2 separate regions of the Oryzias latipes genome follow, and region 1 is linked to region 2. Evidence: chromatin contacts called from public Hi-C data. All regions are on one chromosome and are shown on one strand. Each heading gives the region's core, a stretch centred on a gene start, on an enhancer-like site or on the middle of the called end of the contact. The rest is flanking DNA. Distances are from core to core; before and after follow the strand shown.

What was found. A called contact is a pair of places that touch in the nucleus more often than the background predicts.
Region 1: a Hi-C map of embryo shows a contact between it and region 2, with 2.3 times the contacts expected there. The contact joins the promoter of azi2 here to the promoter of LOC101165837 in region 2. A contact is called at or near these places in 2 of 5 Hi-C or Micro-C datasets (embryo and fibroblasts).

What each region holds. Positions count from the first base shown.
Region 1 is chr16:13,386,784-13,391,239 of ASM223467v1, reverse strand. It overlaps azi2 (5-azacytidine-induced protein 2), which reads right to left and starts at 1,641. Exons shown (of 8, transcript XM_011485046.3): 1 at 1,491-1,641.
Region 2 is chr16:13,170,917-13,175,381 of ASM223467v1, reverse strand. It overlaps LOC101165837 (ectonucleoside triphosphate diphosphohydrolase 3), which reads right to left and starts at 1,718. Exons shown (of 4, transcript XM_023964597.1): 1 at 1,407-1,718.

The sequences.
Region 1 (4,456 bases), core at 392-2,891, 220 kb before region 2:
CTATGCCCCCCCCCCACCCCCAACTTTACTGATCATAACATTAGATTACAAAACATAACATCAAGGAATCAAATAGATCATCAGCCGCAACAACTATTGTCATCATTCCAAACTCATTCAACCTCAGCAAGTAATAAACGTAGCAGAAACATATCAAAAACAGAGTTTGCTGATAAGAAAATAGAGTATCTTAAAGTATATAAAAAGAGAGTACAAAAAATAAATAATAATAATAATATTTACAATACTAAGTTTTCTTAGAGGAGGGGATTACATATCAAACAAAAAGCACAAATTGTTTCAGTGTTATTTGCTCTGGGTGTGTTCATTTTATGTGAATCTATGTTAGGCTGTAAACATGCATGTCAGACGTGGCATAATTGGGGGTGGGAATAAGTAAGCTTTCTTCTACACGCCCCTTTTTCAAGCACTTTATTGTTTTATGTTTGCCATGTCTAACTGTTTTATTTTGTGTTTGAAAATCAAATTAGAGTCATTTTTATCTCTTGTATAAAAAGACTAATCAGAAGGTTTCCACTTTAGTTGCTTGAGATGTATCTAAATCCAATACTACCCCAGGACTTCAACAGTGATCCAAACTGTTTCATCAAAAGGAAGACAGTTCAGAGATGCAGATAGAGGAACAAGCAACATAATAGAAAATGCATTACCATAAAAACTTTAACAACTATTTCTAAACTCGGAAAGTCTGTAAAAAACAACAACTTACAAATGTCTTGAAATTAACATGCGCATGAAAAAAAAACTATATTAGTAGAAACCAGTTTTAGGTACAATTTATAAAAACACATTAGAAGTTAACAACAAAGAAGCTCGATTTTCCTCGTTTAATCTAGTTACAAAGCGTTCAGCAGATCAGTCCAGCTAAGAGAAACTGGAGATGTTTGCATACAGTGATTCAGCAAATGCAAAAGTCAGCCCACTTAGATCGTCAAATATACTACGCTTTTTTCTCTCACCCCTTTTGGCTAAACAGCCCGCTAATGCACATGGTGCAGAGTCATCGTGCCAGTCAAGAAAAGAACTCAAGAGACCAACAGGAGAAATCGAAAGCGACCCCAACAGTAACTCACGAAAACGAAAGTCGTCTGTGAAATCAGTCATTTTAAAAATCATTTCCTCCTTTGAAAGCTAGCCATCAAGATGTGACGATACCAAAAGCTCTGTACCCTACAACTGCAAGAAAAGCGTCCAAAAATAACGATGTAAACAAAGGGAAATGTGGTCTTAACGAAGCTAACGCTGTTAGTTAATAGCGACTTACACCTATAGACCGCTCCACTAATAAGGTACAATATAAAACACAGACGATACGAATTAATAATGTCTAATATACACATTTAAAACACGAGCGAAGGTATCATCGACCTGTGAAGATCATGACAACAGCTAGCTGATCTTAGCTAACGTCTTCAAGCTAGGTGAAGAAATATTGGATTTAAGATTTTATAGATTTAACTTCGACTTGCCGTGTTAGACGATTTCCTCAATTTACCATAAAGTAGCCACATAAAATTTCCATTTGTGTTCGGGGAAAAAAAAGACCCGCTGTCAGGTAGAAACACTGGGGCCAGGATGGACACCTCCACAGTGTCTGCTCCGAACTGACAGGTGAGAAAACAAAAACTTCCGGGAGATGCTTCACTTCCGAACTTCCTTCAAAATAAAAGCACGACGTTGCGTGAAGGACTATGAGGGCCAGTCATAATGAGAAAAGACAAAGAAAATCCAACAGTCACATTTGTGTTTAATTAGTTATAATGCTATAAACATGCTAAATCATAAAATGACAGTATAAGATAACAAATAACAACTATTAGTAACACACATAATAAAATCTAACTGCAAATAAAGTTCTCTACAGACCTTTGTCCTTGATTCAGTTGTAAAACAGACTGCTTTTGTTTTTGACAATCTGTGGTTGAAAGTAGAATATAATTGTTTATTTCCTCTTTAAGGAGAAAAGATGCCAGATGCCATAGTTGTTCTTTTTTTTAAAGGAATACATTTATTTAAAATTGTGACATACTTATTGCTGACTCGAAATATACTTTCTACTAAAACGTTTACCAGTTTTACAAGTGATAGCTTAAAATTGGAACTTCTAAGACATAACAAGGGAACGACGAGGGAACATACTGGTTGAATAAAGATGAAAAAAAAAACATCACTGTCTAAGAGGAAGAAAATTAGCATCACATTACAAAAAACAAACGAAAAATAAAAAATATTTTTTGATAAAAAGAAGAAGAAAAAAAAACACAAAGAAAAAGTAAAATAATTAAGACTTCTTGACTTAAAGTTTCGGAATTCACTACATATCCCTTTTAACATAAATTTGTGGTGCCACGGTCTCACACAAACTTTGAAACCAGTAATTGTTTTTAAACAAAAACCCCAAAATCCGGATCAGGTGGATTTGACTTATCAAAATGTTGAAATCACTATGCAGGGATAACCTGACCCTCTTATCAGTAGTGAGTAAGATGTCAAACAAGACAGCAACAAGAAAAGAAAATAGTGAGACATTAGTAAAAGCTCACAAATCAAAACCCCTTTTTTAACCAAGAGACAATAGAGATCATAAAAATTATAAATAAAAACAGTTTTTCAAAACCTCATGTTAGCAAAAACCATTATATCAATTTTCATAAATAATTGTTGTTAAAAGGAATATGTAAAGTAGAGAAGAATACATTTGAAAAATAACCAGAATCACCTAAAAAATTGCGAAATTATATATTTTTAAAATACATAATTGTACATTCACATGTGATTTCTTGCTAATACAGCCCAGTACCCCAAAACCGTTTGTCAAAAGATTTAATTTCAAGGAAAACGGTGGTTTCCTCTGTTATTAAATTCCGACACCGTCCAGTAGGTGGCGGTATTACACCACATGACGTAAGTCACACGCGGGCAGCGAAAAAACAACAGAAGAAGTCAACAGCAGCGACAGCGCAAAACACGGTAAGAAAAAGATAAGCAAGGATTCACGAAATAGAAAAATATGGAACCAGTCGGTTTTTATAAAAAAAATATTTTGTCTTTAGATCTGCACCAGCTCCAAAAAACGTTTACACTGAGAGCAAATTGCAACATTTTAGCAATGGCATCAGAGTTAAGTGATGGGCATAATGCGTATTTTCCACAAGAGGGCGCACAACAACAACCGGCTGGTAAGCATAAACGGGTTAACGGGGACACCAACACCAACGGCACTTTCTTCCTCCATGCTGTCAAAATAAGATTAATAAAAATCATATACAGATATTCATCTTGGGATGAAAGGTGGAGCAATCGATGACAAATTAATGATTTAAAATTACAATTAAAATATAGTGATCATTAAAATGGATCTTTATTAAATAATTTTCAAATAAGCTAGTTATTTTTTTCATCAGGAATTGATGAAAAACATATAAACACATACACATTTTTGTCTTAGGTAGTGATTTGAAAGCAGCAGACTTGATTATTTGGCTGAGAAAAACACTAAACACAAAGTGCTGATTCTGTCTTTTATGTCTTTTTTTGAGTCAAAATCAAAGCCGCTAATTATTAAAAGTTCTGGCAAATGTCCCGTTTTGTTCAAATGTAAGTAGATGATGATTTATTTATTTATTTTTAACCACAATGATGCCATTTGTGGCATTATAATTTTTTTTAGGAAATACATAATAAAAGGCTTAATGCTTATCATTTAAGGAGTGCAATGAAATTAAAGATAGCCACCAAAGTTCAAAGTGCAATAAAAATCAAAAGGATAAAAGCTATGCTTCATTTAGGAGCTCTCTGACTGATCCATGGGTAATAACTGTTTTTGAGTGTAATAGTCCTGGCTTTGTGGGATCCCCTCCCTTATGATGGTGGTTTAAATAAGTCATGGTCAAGGTGAGAGCAGTCTGTCATTCTTTACTTTATAAAAGTCATTTTAAGTCAACATTTGTCAGGGATATTAGTAATTCGAGGCTCAATGTAATGTTCTAGAGCAGATCTGTTCAAAATCTCAATGTTATTCCTTAAGGTAATCCAGTGAGTTTAGGAGAAAGTTCTTTTGGAGACGGAACACTTGGAGAGGAACTTGTGATGGACACCTCAACGACCCCTGAGAGTAAGATCTATCGCAACCTTTCATGGGATGTGTGAAAGTTTCCTCACCTCATAGCTTATTCATGCCCCTGAACTCTTGTCTGTCTGTCCATCTTTTATCGATTTATTTTGGCACCCAGCCGTGCTCAAATACCTTCACAAACGTTATGGCCGTGTAAAGAAAACATGTAGGTATTAAAATGATCAGATAGAACACATGACTTTATCAATGGCACTTTGGACCTGATTTACGAAGACACGGAGGCTAATAACAAGCACAAACCACTGCATTTAAAGGCATGCAGTCCAACAGAGAGTTGAAAATAAGCGTGAAGAATTGGGT
Region 2 (4,465 bases), core at 469-2,968:
AGGAGTTGTCAAGGATCTTTGTTAGAAGCTCTGTCTTGCTTCAGCAGCGCATTCCTGCAACTCTCATGGTTTTGCTCAACCTTGTTTCGCCGGTGTTATATGAACATGTTATTTATGCTCTGAAGGGTCTAACTAATGGACTACTCTTGGGTTGTTGCAAGCTCTTCATAACAATAGTGCTGTGGCAAAACCCATGTCATTATGGAAATGGAAAAGCAGTCCACCTTTGTTTAAGGAATAAAATCAGGATTTTCCCTCAATACTACATTTCATTGAATCTAAATAGAGTCCCAACAATAAATCATATAACAGTTTTGCATGTGTTTCAGGGTTTATTTTTCTTTTTGTCCCTACACTTTAGCCAAACCTTAAACAGGTTTCACATGTTCAATAGGTTTTGGAGTGTAATTTTAGAGTAAAGGGCTCTTTGTACATGAAATAAATATGCACAAAAGTGGATTAGATTGTCTTTTTTGTGTCACTATATACCCGTCATTCCTTTGATGCAGGGGTGGCAGCAAAAAGCTTTATCCCCCCATTTTTTGAGTAAATATTAGTATAATTATTGACAAAGATGAAGAAATTACCAATACAAGCTTCTATAATTATTGCAAAAAGAACACAACTCTGATGTTAAAAATAACATAATAACACCTCTTCTAAAAGAAGTGCTATTTTATTTTTATTATAAATAATAAAACTGTTTTAAAAAAGGTATTTTTGATCCTTTCATGTGTAATTGCTTTCAGCTCTGTTGTTTTTGTTTGCCACCCTTTCAGAGTCTTCTGTTGCCAATATTAAATATTCTAGCTCTGCCATTGCTATGATGGGCACCTTACGTTTTCAGCTTCTTTCATTGCATAAATGCTAATTGCGAGGTGAATTTACATTGGGATGGTGTAGAGTTAAACAGAAAGGCAATCATTTACTGTATTACAACCACATTTACTTTCACCTTAGAGTCACCACCATTCAACTTGCTGTGTGTGTCCTTGCAGAGGGAGGAACTCTGTCCTGCATGCGTTACAATATGATTCACTTTCTCCAGCGCATAAATAAAGTATTTAATGTCAGAGAATTTCAGCAAGCCTGGACGTCAGTCAGGAAAATCAACAGGTCTAATGATAAAGCGTGCACAGCATGACACATTTAATGACTGAAAACACTTTGAGTGTTTTTTTGAAGTCAGCCGTTTGAACACGCTGTCTTTGGAAAACATGTTATTGGCTCTGCTTGTTGAAACTGGTTGATGCGGTCTGGAATAACACACACGGGGATGAATTCAGAAATCTGACTGCCTCATCCAGTGATTTCAGAGAGCTGAAGGGTTCAAGCGTTCTGTTGAGCACATTATGTGCTAAAAAAAATTTTTTTAAAGCATGTTGTGTGTTGTGATTGGATCTTACCTTGAAAAGCTGGTTTGTTTGTAGATGGAGGCTGAGAGTGGGGGCGGGGGAGATCGCTCTTGAGAAAGATGACAGGGAAGAAGGGAGCCGGAGAGAGTTGAGGAATGACCGGCTCGACAGAAAATGAGTGTAGAGCCCTAACACAGCTGAGAGAAGGAGAGGAGGGAGGGAGGAGCAGTGCACACAGACTCCTGAAGATGCAACACCTCCTACTCGAGGGTACAATGGAGCAGCCAGACTGGGACATTCAGCTGCTAAATGCAACCTTGCTTTGTGCTTAATGGTGACTAAATGCACAACATATACTTGAATGTTTCAATGAAACAAGCAGAGAAGGTTTAGGGATGTAATCAACAGGGTAAAGTCCAATGCTTCTGTCTGTTTCTTGAGTTGTCACAAGCTCTTGATAAACTTGACTTGCAGTGAATGCAGAACAAACAAGCTTTGGGATTACAACACTGTAGGATGTGTTAATACCTGCAAGTTCCCCAATCCATGTTCAGCTCAGGTTCTTGAAAAGGAGTCTATGAAAAATATGAGTCATAATTGTGTCTCTGTCAAGGAGTTGTTGGACTAAGAAAACTCCCGCTCAGCTTTCAGCTCCGCAGAGTGAAGTGCTAAAAGCCTGCCACTAATTCTGTTGAGTGTTGTTGCATGTGCACGCAGAATATGTCTCAGGATTTTGCACCACTTTATGGAAACAAGAGAAGTCCCGGATTTTTTTTTCTGTCTGCCTGTATGATATCATTTAATAACTAGGGAGACACCAGAAAGCACCAAGATGCAGAGAAAGATCAATAAAAAAAGAAACTCCACATATTCAATCAGTTTTAAATGTCAGTATTAAATGAGTTAGATAAGCATGACTCAAAAGCCCTAAAGTTGTTGCTTTGTTTACCCTTGTCACATGCTGCCTGGCAACCACTGGTGTGTCGAAAACGCAGATAGAGGACACTGACTTAAAATTTCCAAGACTGTGTGCCATGTAACTTTGTGTTTGTTTTGTTAAACTTTTCGCAGTTGACTGTTTATTTAATATGTGCAAACACAAGTTTGTTGATTATGAGCATTGTGCATTTTATTAAAAAGGCTATTTCCTTATGTTTTTAGGGCTTTCAAATCTTAACCAGAAGTGTAGATTCACTGCAAAGCATTAAAAAATGGTTTTAGAAATGGGGTTGCTGTCAGTGGAGCTCTTTGTTTGTGGACATCAGTTGGTTTTAAAAAAGGAATTGAAAGATTAATCATGAGGTGACATGCTCATCTTGGATTAAAATCCCACTCTAATCATCTTTTGATTAGTTTTCAAAGCGTTTCCATTGGTCTTTTATTTTTAATGATGCATTTTTTAGCCAAAATAAAAAGCCTGTGTCGGCTTCTAGGACATAGTTTATGCAGAGCAGCAGTAGGTCATTAGAAATTCACCTCTGTGTTTTGGGTTGGACTGCTGGTGCGAAGTAAGTCTGCTCACATTTCCCATGATCTCTTTGTTCACACTCTCTACCGCTACCTTACAGCCCCTAACAACCCCAATCTAACATTACCGGTGCAACTAAAATTGCGAGCAATATCGAAGTTATCTAAACGTACAGGTTTTGACACAGATGCCAGCTCAGACTAAGAAAACGAAGACATACTTGGATCTATTTGTCTACAAGTGGACGTGTCGAAATGGAGCGGAGCAGGGAGCTTGTGCCCCGCCGACTGTAGCAGCTGCATCAGAACAACAGGTTTTCTCAAACTGATTTTTTCATCGGCTCCTGATTCCCCAAGATTTGAATCAAGAAATACTCAGATATTTGGCTATTTTAATCCTAATTGTTTTTATATATATGTCCTCCATCATGAGGAAAAAGCTACAAGAACGTGGTAAAAACAGTTTTATTGGAGCAGACCTTTAAAAAAAACTGACTTCTATAGGTGGAAGCATGCACTGGACCTAAAATCTTTGACATTTCATTGGAATTCTTCTTCTTCTTTTCCTTTTGACTTTTCCTTACAGGGGCCACTGCAACGAATAAGCTTTCTCCATCAAACCCCGTCTTCTACATCTTCTCCTCTAAAACCAGTCACCTTCATATTCACCGCATCCATAAACCCTGTCTTTTGTCTTCCTATAGACCTAGACAGCAAAAATGAAGCCTGTCAAACAGATAAACAGTTCACGTGATTGGGAGGGTAAAAGTTAAAAATAAAGACCAAACAGATTTTCTGTAAACTAGGCAGTCAATAATCTTTTAATAACAGGAAATCTTTTCATTTTAAACCCAGAATTGTATGAGGAACTGCCACATTTGGTACCGCCAAGTATACTTCAACATCAGTTACAAAAAAGTGTGGGTTGTTTCCTAACATTACGTACCTTTTTGGACACTATTTATAACTACAAAAATAAGCTTTTCCATTATTTTATTTTTAAAATTACTGCCTATTTCAAGATTAAATATGTGCCATTAAAACCTTTTGTTGTTGTTTCCCATCCTGTGATTGTCTCCCCTGAAAACTTTATTTTCTGTATAGTCTCCACAGTATTTTGCATAACTGTATCCATTTTATGACTCATTAAACATTTAATCAATGACATTTCAGCACAAGTGTTCTTCTTATCTAAAAGCAAGACCCTGATGGGATTGGCTAAAGTGAATTATGTGTCTGATTCAGAAGGCACTGAAGGTACAGTATATTTTTAGCAGCCTAACGTGAGACCTGAGACCTACTGCTGAAATCAACCGGAAAGGCAGCACAATGAAAATCAAATTTGCAAGTAACAGAAGAAGCCTCATGGATACAAATGATATACATTTCCCTCAGCCGGGCCCATGCTAAAGTGTTAGGTGTGTGCTATCCACTGATGTTTCCTTTCCTAAGATTCATAGGAGACTGACGACTGTGGAGCAAAAAGTTTGAGCAGCAGATGTTAGGGGTCAGCAAGGTCGAAGATAAAGTGACTTGCAAAGACTTCACTTGAATGTAAAAAGCCAAAATCTCCAAACACTTTCTTGCACCGTTATTGTTTTTGTCTGGTTAAACTGAATCTAATTTAATCCATTAGAGGTACT